Regions from separate parts of the Triticum aestivum genome. Here region 1 is linked to region 2. The links are chromatin contacts, called in public Hi-C maps. All regions are on one chromosome and are shown on one strand. The core of a region is the stretch at or near the end of the contact, and the rest is flanking DNA. Distances in the headings are between cores, read along the strand shown. Region 1 holds the start of LOC123124095. Region 2 holds the start of LOC123124090 (elongation of fatty acids protein 3-like).

The links. Hi-C and Micro-C count contacts between places; a contact is called where the count stands out from the background.
Region 1: a contact with region 2 is called in a Hi-C map of leaf, with 2.2 times the contacts expected there. The contact joins the promoter of LOC123124095 here to the promoter of LOC123124090 in region 2. A contact is called at or near these places in 2 of 5 Hi-C or Micro-C datasets (both in leaf).

Annotation. Positions count from the first base shown.
Region 1 is chr5D:9,184,216-9,189,114 of IWGSC CS RefSeq v2.1, forward strand. It overlaps LOC123124095, which reads left to right and starts at 1,291. Exons shown (of 1, transcript XM_044544796.1): 1 at 1,291-2,098. The coding sequence starts at 1,399. The coding sequence ends at 1,797.
Region 2 is chr5D:8,760,211-8,765,099 of IWGSC CS RefSeq v2.1, forward strand. It overlaps LOC123124090 (elongation of fatty acids protein 3-like), which reads right to left and starts at 1,361. Exons shown (of 1, transcript XM_044544791.1): 1 at 39-1,361. The coding sequence starts at 1,275. The coding sequence ends at 370.

The DNA of each region.
Region 1 (4,899 bases), core at 41-2,540, 420 kb after region 2:
AGATCATCTATAGCCGACAAGTAAAATAGTTGCAAATAAATATGTACTACCTTTTTGATACATGGCCCACCTCAATCTCTCATAACATGTCCAGGAGCGTGCTGCACTCGGCTATTAATCAGTAGTCCGCTATCCTTCTCTCTCCTTCAACTCACTAAAAATATAATATTTAAAGGCTTACAACCCGCCTACGTCATCCTATTGTACTTGTTTTTATATGTTCGGGTGTGGCTAGTTCTAAGTTGACTAAGACTTTTTTTTAGGGTAACTTGACTAAGACTTGAGGAATAAGGAACATAACCAATATGGGGAACAAGGGAATACCGGACCATATCTGCTTTTGCGCCCTGACAATCTCACTCAATTACAGGACCTATAAATATTAGTACAGTATACTGGGGTCCTCGGCCAAGATCTGGTGCTGCTACCCGAAGACTTATCTGAATAGCCATCGTTGTTAAGATCTGGTGGTGCTACCCGAGATCCAATGAGAATTTGCGCGTAGCTTTTTGTCTTTGACATAAAAAAAATAAGGTTGTAATAACAAAACTGACATTTTATTTTCTTTGCCTTGCAAGTGAAACAAGAAAGACTGTATAGTTATTTCGATTCTACAAACAATCAAAAGAATTTCACATGCAGTCGACTGAGATTTAGCAAGACCGTATACGTTCCCGTAACTCATCTATAGCCTTGATACTCATCGAGGGGGATGAACAGGCTAAGATTATATGGTGATCCGTACGTACGTACGTGTCAGCTGTGGCTGCAGAGACGTAGGAGTACTATTTTAGATAGGAACAAGAAGTTATAGAGATGGATCGATCTAGAGGATGGTGGTGATGCAGCACGCCGGATAAGCCAGGCGGCCAGCCAGCCAGCCGTCGATGGCACCAACCTCGGCACCGTAGGTCGGTAGCGTCGGTCCAAACTAGGAAGGCGCAGCTGTTGCGCCCTCGCCGATGCGTCCAACAAGCAGCTGACGCAGAAATCTGCAAGTCACAAAAATTCCACAATAAAAAACTCCGCCGAGAGATATTTGCATGGCATGGCTGGCTGGCCGGCCGGCCGATCGCTGCATGGCAGGCGGGCGCCGCGATTGACCGCCCGTCCCCATCCACGTGTTGCGTCGCCGGCGCCGCCACCCAGCCACGCGGGCACCCCGCTTCCGGCTTGCTTCCACCGTCTTCTCTTCTAGAAGCCTCTCACGGTCTCAGCCCCTCGCGCACGCGCGGACGCCCGCTATATATACCTCCCCTGCCCCCGCCCTCGTCTCCATGCTCCATATACTCTGCCTTGCTCTGCTTCCGCTTCTTCTTCCTGTCGCTGCAAGTGTAAGTTCTTGACCGATCGTTCAAGCGCCCACGGTTCGACTTGGTCGGCCGAGCACGTACGTCGATGGACCATCTGCTGCACCATGGGCACGAGATGAGGAGGCCGTCCGTGCCCGGCCACGAGGCGGCGCTGAGGGCCGTCCAGAAGCCGCCGGCCAAGCCGTGGCGCGCGGGCGGCGGCTTAACGCCGGCGCCGACGCCGCCCAAGGTGTACCGCGTGGAGCCCCGGGAGTTCCGCGACCTCGTGCAGAGGCTCACCGGCGCGCCCGCCGCGGCCATGGCCAGGCAGCACCAGCACACACATCAGCTGCAGCGCGCGCCGACGCAGCCCGTGCCCGTGCGCCCCGGCGGTGTCGAGGACGCCGCCGCCGGGGGGCAGATGTACGCGCCCTGGTGCTCGTTCCCGCTCATGGGCCCGCCGGCATCCATGCACCCCGGCCTCGACGGCCACCATCTCATGTAGAGTAGCTCCGCCCTCCGGCATGCCGCCGCTCTTGTATGTACATCCTTGTTTTCTAGGACAAGCAAAGCTAGGCGCGTAAACTTCAAGGGAGCGAGTAAAAAACTTTTTAATATCCAGTCCAGTTAGTTCTAAGTTCTTAGCAAACTCTTTTCCAGAAACAAAAATGTTGTTAGCAAACATAATACTCCCTGTTAAAAAAAAGCAAATATAATACTCGTTGCTCCCTTTGTAATATTGTTAGCACCTGCACAAGATGTAATTACCAAGGTTGAAGCGACAGTATGTTTGCGATGAACAAACTCACTAACGGTTAATCATCTTTTTTATTTGGCAATTAGAGAGAGTTTTGTCTGATGTCGTGTGGTTGCCTCGTTTTTCAATAAAACTGGGTTGGAGAACCCTTTCTTTATAAAGAAGTAGATTCACTAAATGTTTCTAACTGAAGTAGAAACATGCTCACCCATATCAGCAAAAGCTTTTACATTCCTCAGCCCATATTTCTAGGGGGCCAGGATAATGACCTTATCTAGGTAGAGAAGTTTCCGTGGTCTTGAGTGCCAGTGACCCAAAGATCATGGAACGTCAAAGGGGGGAGGGATGTCAATTTCATCCCTAATGCGGGCGTTACACGGACGGGAGAGTGCGGCCCTATTTTAGGGTGACTTTGCATTTAGGGCAAAGGTCGTCCTATCCTAGGGTTTCATGTGGAGTTTATGTTTTGTGTTTAGCATGTCTCTGGTCGCGCGGAGATCTTTGGCCTTGTTTTTTTTCTCTTTCTACGGGGAAGATCTTGGCCTTGTTAGGGACATGTGAGCCCCAAATGATAGCAGCGTTAGGGTCCTTGCGAAGTTGACGATGAGACTAACTATAGGCCGCACCCAAGGAGAAGTCACGTGGCCAATAGTGCTGAATCGCTTGTTAAGCATATGGCGCAACCTGGAGTATCACAATAAAGGAAAGCGTCGTACTTTTTAGGTTTGTGGACATTTTCCCAGCAGGCGAGATTGTTATCACTAGTGCAAGATTGCTCGGTTGCCTAGCAAACATGCGCTCTTCTTTCGGCATAACATTTCTATAAAAAAAACTTGTTTTACTGGAAGGAAAAGGTTAAAACCAAAAAATGATCTAGGACCCGATTACAAACTACGAACTGCTTTGAGTTCCAACCTAAGCAGATTTGGATCTTAGATTGCATGGTACGATAGATGCAACTTTTTTGTTCCATGCGGAAACCGCTTCCTCGCGGTAGTGACACGTCCGCTAGCACGTAGATAGGATAATTATTTCATATTGCGGCTGGAATTTTTATTGGATCTAAATGAACACTGAATATATGAGTCTTCAGGACAAAACGCAGCCGATTGCAGGCTAAAGTGGAATGGGATTCCCTTGGTCAAATGCCGGGTTTTTTTTTTCCTAACGTGTGCGACTTGGTACATGTCTTGCCCTGTGGGTGTGTGCGTGCGTTTGTCTTACTAGGGTTTTGGTTCAGCTCAAAGTAGTAGTGTTGAGGAAGTGAAGAACTAGCCCCTCTCCACTCTAGCTAGGATAGTATTACTACGTAGCAGGGACGAGCAGTCTAGGTAGCCAGGCGTGCACGCACAAGACTGCCGGCGTTCTTCCATTTCCATTCCATTCCGGTCGACCTTGCTGACCGTGACCGGCCGGCCGGCGCGCGTGGGTCAAGTCAAAGATGCTGGCCCGTCGCACACCCTCTTCAATTTGTCGCGTGCAAAGTGTACCACTCACTTCGATTGCGTTGTAGCCGCCATACCATACGCGGTTACATTGATTCGTTCGCCGGCACACGTGCAGGGATTCTCCGTATGTATGTATGTACCGTCGCATGACCGCTGGGCGCCGAGCGCTGTCACAGTCACGGTTTGACAAGTTAGTGCAGGGCCGATCAATATATTAGCACCGTGTGTTGCATCATTATCATTTTTTTTTTACAAAAACTTCCGATCTATTCATCCAAAAACAAGGCAGTACAAAGAATACGTAGAATACGAAAAGTAACAAACATGCCAAAACCACATGAAAGGTAACAAAAATCACGTTCATGTTCGTTGTCCACCTAACGGCGACTATAAGCACTGAAACAAGGCGAAGACACGTCGTCGTCAGTCTAACTTTCACATGAACCCACTTGATAATACAGTTTGCTATATATCGACTTAATAGGACAAAATGAAACTAGTAAACAAAAATATACACAACAACTTCATAACCATCGCTGGGGAATTCCAAAGACTTCATTGTATCACATAACTTTTAAGGGTCATACTATTCGATTAAACCAAATCCTTAGGGTCTTTCACATGTGTTTACAAACACATTAGTCCCTTAATTGTTTTCTCATTTAATCATCCAAAATTATCATGGGACACTAATGCACTTACAGGGATCCGGAGGGGAATCCCCGAATGTAAAGAAATAGTTCTCATGATTTCAAAATCGGGGAAACATTATAGAAATAGGATCAAGGCAATAGAACATTGAAGGCCCTAGACGGGCTTCTGCCTACCTCTATATAAAGGGGTGTACGTCCATATATCGCTTATAGCGAGACAGACGGTAGCCTCGCCTGAAGCGAGACTCTGGTCGACCAACCCAATAGGATCGTTTGGGTTCGTTATGTAGGTGTGTTTCGTTCGTTTTTATCTTTTCCTTTTTTAGTTCTGCTTATATTTTTTTAAATATTCTAAATGCATATATTTCAAAAAATAATTTACTTATTCTTTAAAGTTGCTGATCGTGCATTTAAAACTGTTCATGCAGTGTAACATTATGTCCGTGCATTTTAAAAAATATTCATACCATTCAAAAAAGTTTTAAAACGTACACGAATTTCCGAAATTTCTATACAAGGTAAAAATGTTCGGGTAATTTTTTTTAAATGTTTCTAACCATTCAAAAAATGTTTATCAAATGTTAACACATTTGAAAAATACTTCTCGCCATTCATGAAATATTTAAAAATGTTTACACAATGAAATATGTTTTCTAATCTATTTTAAAAATGTTTCACACCATTCAAAAAATTGTTCAGCGTTACAAAAAATTGTCAGTGACATTTTAAAAAATGTTTATGAAATGTAA
Region 2 (4,889 bases), core at 111-2,610:
GAAATCAGCTTGTTCAGGCCAACAAACAGCGCCCCCCCTTGCAATGAACACACGAACAGAGTATAGCAAGCTAATCAGCAGCAGCAGGGGTTCGAACCAATCGTCCACCCCACGCGCGCATATGTGTATGTATGTATCTATCTATCTATGTATGTATACCGATCTCTATAAATAAAATTGAATTTTGTTTTTTTGCTTTGGTTTATAGCAGCAGCAGCAGCCACCTCCTCATCTCATCTCATTGGGATGCCAGATGCCGAACGCCGATGCCAATGCCGGCCTCTACCTATATGTACAGTGCACCAATGGATTGTACTACAGTAGTAGTAGTATATTACAATGGTCGGAGGGGATCACCTCACGCCGCTCTCACATCTCCTTCTTCTTCTTCTTCTTCTTCAAGGCGGCGGCGGCGGCGGCGGCGCCCCCGTCGTCGTCGCAGACGCCGCGCGTGCCGTAGCAGTGCAGGAACACCCAGAGCAGCGCGGCGTTGAGCAGCGTGTTGACCACCCAGGCCCCGATGCCGCTGCACCCGCCGGCCATCGCGCCCCCGAAGTGCATCCACACCACCCCCGCGTGGCACACCAGGTTGCACCCCAGCAGCCCGAGCTGGCACCCCAGCGCCACGGGCGCCGACCCGCTCCGGGCGGCGCGCGCCGCCGGGAGCCCCGCGCTGTCGACCCAGAAGCGGAACCCGAAGGCGACGGCGTGGGCGAGCGTGGAGGCGAGGATGGCCAGCACCTGGAACGACTGCGAGAACTCGAGCCACAGGAAGGCCATGGCCACGGACGCGGCGTGCGCGAACACCCGGGCGGCCGCCCCGCGCCGGCGCCTGACCACCGCGAACGCGCCCCGGGCCGCGTGGAGGTACCGGGAGAGGTAGTAGGCGTAGGACCAGAAGAAGACGCGGCCGGACGAGCGGGTCCCCGGCGGGAAGCAGAGGAGCCACCGGAGCGGCGTCGTCCGGCTCCGGCCCCGCCACGACCAGCGCGTGTCCCGAATCTCCGCCACCGCCGACAGCAGCGTGCCGGCGAAGATGGTGGCCGAGACGGCGGCCATGAGGAGCGCGTGCGCGGGGGGGAGGGGCCCGAGAGGGAGCGGCTTCCGGCGGCGGAGGAGCGCGTCGGCGGCGAGGCAGAGGGACACGTAGGTGGCGAGGAAGCCGAGGAGGAAGGCCCAGGTGGAGAACCAGAGGCCCGAGGGGCTCCAGCGGAAGCCGACGATGTCCGGGTGCTCCGCCAGCCAGTAGGCGACGTCGCCGACGAGCGCGGCCATGGTCCGTCCGCCGGATCGGTCGCTCGCCGGCGGAAAAAGGGGAGGTTGTTGCGGTCGTACGGTGCGGAGGATGGAAAGGGATTTGGGGAATGGGGGCCGGATATATATACTCGCCTGGGCCTCCTCTCGTTTGTCGGTCATCATCTTGGTGGACCAGGTCAAAGGGCAGGCACATCTACCTGGCCCAGCCCCAGGCCCACCAGGGCCCATGAAGGCCCTGCGATATTTTTGAAATATGCATAATGTCACTCGTTGGTGCGAAAAGAAGATCTGAGTACAAATTTATATAACATGTGCGAACACACACACACACACACACGCCGAGAAGGGTTGAATGCCGGAGCCGAGGTGTTTCGAGGTTCATGGAGCCATCATAGTCGCATCGCTATCGATGGAAACATGTGAAATCATATTTCGATGCCACAAGATGTAAATGGCGCAAAACTCAGTGCTTGGTCGGTGGTCAGTTGTCTCTAAACGAAATACTTAGTGTCCTGGTGCCTTCAATTTACCAAAATCCAAATTGCCTTGGTGTTGCAAATTGCTTCATGTCATATTTTGCATCAAAATAGTTTAAAATTTTCGATTATAGCAGGCTTGGACCTTGGACAGTATGAGCCGGGCTTAGAGTTCGAAGCCTTGTAGGGTCTCAATTTATTTTCATTTATTTATTTCCCGGGGGGAGGGGTGGTCTCAATTTATTAACTTTGAGTTTTATTGTTATATCATTTTAGGGTCATAAAAAACTTCCAAAATATTTTCAAGAAAATTGTAAAACCTTTAGAAGATGTATCTTTTTGGGTGCTCCAGAAAATGGGTACGCATGATAACAATCAACATATAAACAAAAGGACAAAGGTCTTTATCAGCATATAGACGAAAGGGAAAAGGTCTAGAAATGTGCTTGCCTAAAGTTAGGGTGGCCATTCTCCAAGGAGCGGCTGGTGTGATGCATGGAGCACGATTTGCATGCATTCTTGCTTTGGGGGATCCGTCCACACCACCACCACCATCCTAAATTGTTTGGTTGTTGCCATAGGACCAAGTTTATGCACGTATATATCGCAGCAACATGACAAGTGTCCACTGGAAATCGGACACTCTATATGCATGAAAACAACCACAATTTCAGTTTGTTTTGCCATGAAAAAAACAACAACATTACTGTCGTCGTCTTTGAGGGAAAACTAAAGAAATTCACAACATAGACCCATTCTCGCTCGCTTGGTTCCTTGAGTTTTCGGTTTTCGAACATTAATTTATTACTACATTGTTTGTTAGACTAGATTAATCATTTCGCTTGATTCAGCGTATTTGTATTAGGCCGGAACCTATCTGCAATTAAAAGAACTGCCGACGACCAAACTAACGGCACCGACCAAATTATTTGGATTTCATAATTTCATCCATCCAACCATTTTTTAGTCGCAAACCGTGCGTATCGGCTGATGTTAATGATCGTCTTGTGGTAACGACTAGAGTTGTTTTATTAGGAGCACTGCATAAGCGCATCAACCATTGCCATATCAATTTTAATAGTAGAGTCAACCGCAAGTTGATTATATTTTAATGGCATGTCATGTATAGCCATTAGCCATTATGTATAGTACTACCTTTGACCCTCTTGTATTTTGGATAAACTTTGACCATCTACACAACTAATAAAATATAAATTTTAGGTATATGATACAAAATTCTAGTGTGCCAAGAGAAAAGGACATGTCAACACTGAGCTAGGTTGTACATTTCTTTTTTATCCTTTTTCAGGAATCACGTCTTGAATGACCAACAACACACAAAAGCCGTGTGCCAACTTCCCACTGATGGATTGAGTCACTCTAGATAGATTATTAATCTACATGCAAAGTTAGAGCAAGTACAATAAAATAACATAAACTTTTTGATTAGTTGGAGAAGGGAGAAAAAGAAAAGAAGAGAAGCCGCATATAGAATTACATCCGGCTATAGCATGAAACTCCATCACCCTTAGGAAAGACAAAAAATGGAGCACATATTTATGGCATCACATACTAGTATAGCATGGTTATAATATAGCCAATTATGGGCTATATGCAGTCGCCACATCATATATAGCCAACCCAATAGCCAACACGTATAGTAGCTAGTTGCTAAGGCTGGTTATAGTGGGGAGTAACTTATACCAGTGTCATGCATATGACACTAGTCTGAGTTACTACCTTCATAATGAAAAGTAACATAGTAGTAGTGTCATACAGGACTTTATTTATTAGCTTATAGACTCATCTTGTCTTGGAAAGCACTACACTTCTCATTAACTGCATGCCATGTACGTAAAATTTGCTTGGAGTGTGCTATGTTAGTAGCTAAGTTACTCACACTATGACTAGCCTAAGAAGTATTACTTTATTAATACCTGTCCCACATTACACTCTCACAATGTTTCTTGGACCCCGTGTTGCAGTCAGCTCTTAATCTACATTCCATTTTCATTGTCTCTCCCCTTCTCTCTCATCCAACTCAGCTGAAACACTTGCCTACTGACCATACCTTATTAGATCTGCTCTGACTAACTATTATACAAGTGGACTATTATTAGGTTCTCTATAAGTGACGTGACAACTTCATGTTGCCGATTGATTGCTACACATTTTTTTAATGGTGGATTGCTACACTATTAAGTATTAACTATGCTCTGAAGGGTGATATAATTGAAAACATTTCTTCAGGATGGACGTAAGCATGAGGTGGTCGGTCGGCGGTCGGTCGGTCGGTTCTTCGGTTGAGTCAAGTCCAATTCCAACATAGAGCACTCACCGCTACTCTGAACTTCTTTTTTCTTGATAATCATTTTTAAATTTTTATCACAGCTTCCATGAATGTCACTGCATCATGAAACTTTGCGAGCGCTCTAAACATTCAGCATTTCCTACTACAGAAAAAACTTCAAATCTTTTGAACATTTTTTTTAAGTATACCATTCGCACAGGTCCATGCGTGTTTGCGAGCAGATACTCGGCGTCCCGTGGAGTACTTCTTTCTTCAGAGTGAAGTCGCTTTGACCTCAAAGAAAGGTCTCTGCTGCTCATATGTAGAGTGCTACTACAGTTTGCGGTCGAATACATCAACATTCCCTCCTTTTTCAGTACTCTTTACCACCTAAAGTATGAAGAACAAGTGGCAAAATTAAGGAATAATAAAAAAGAACTTCTGGTTGGTGCCTAAAGGAAGATTTATTATGTGCTAGCTTCTCTACCAACATGTACTACTTTTATATGTAGCATGGTTGAGGCAAATATTATGTCTCCGTTTCAAAAAATATTCATTTTATATGTACCTTTATCAAGCTGTCTTCTGGAAACTGAGCGATGTATTTTTGATCGTTACTATGGTGGGACGCACACAAAGAATCTAATGAAGCATACATGCATGAATATATTCAGTATTTTTCAGCTTGTAGCAGGGGTGCCCTAGATTGGTTGGTCTTAATTGGAATCTATCTTTGGTGTTCGTCTATGTTCGTGTGTCTTCGTATTGGATCCTTTCGATCTATGTTATTCATCGGCGGCGGTTGCTGTTCTGGTGCGCTGGTCCTACGGGGCCTTAGCACGACGACTTCCCGACTGTCTACTACA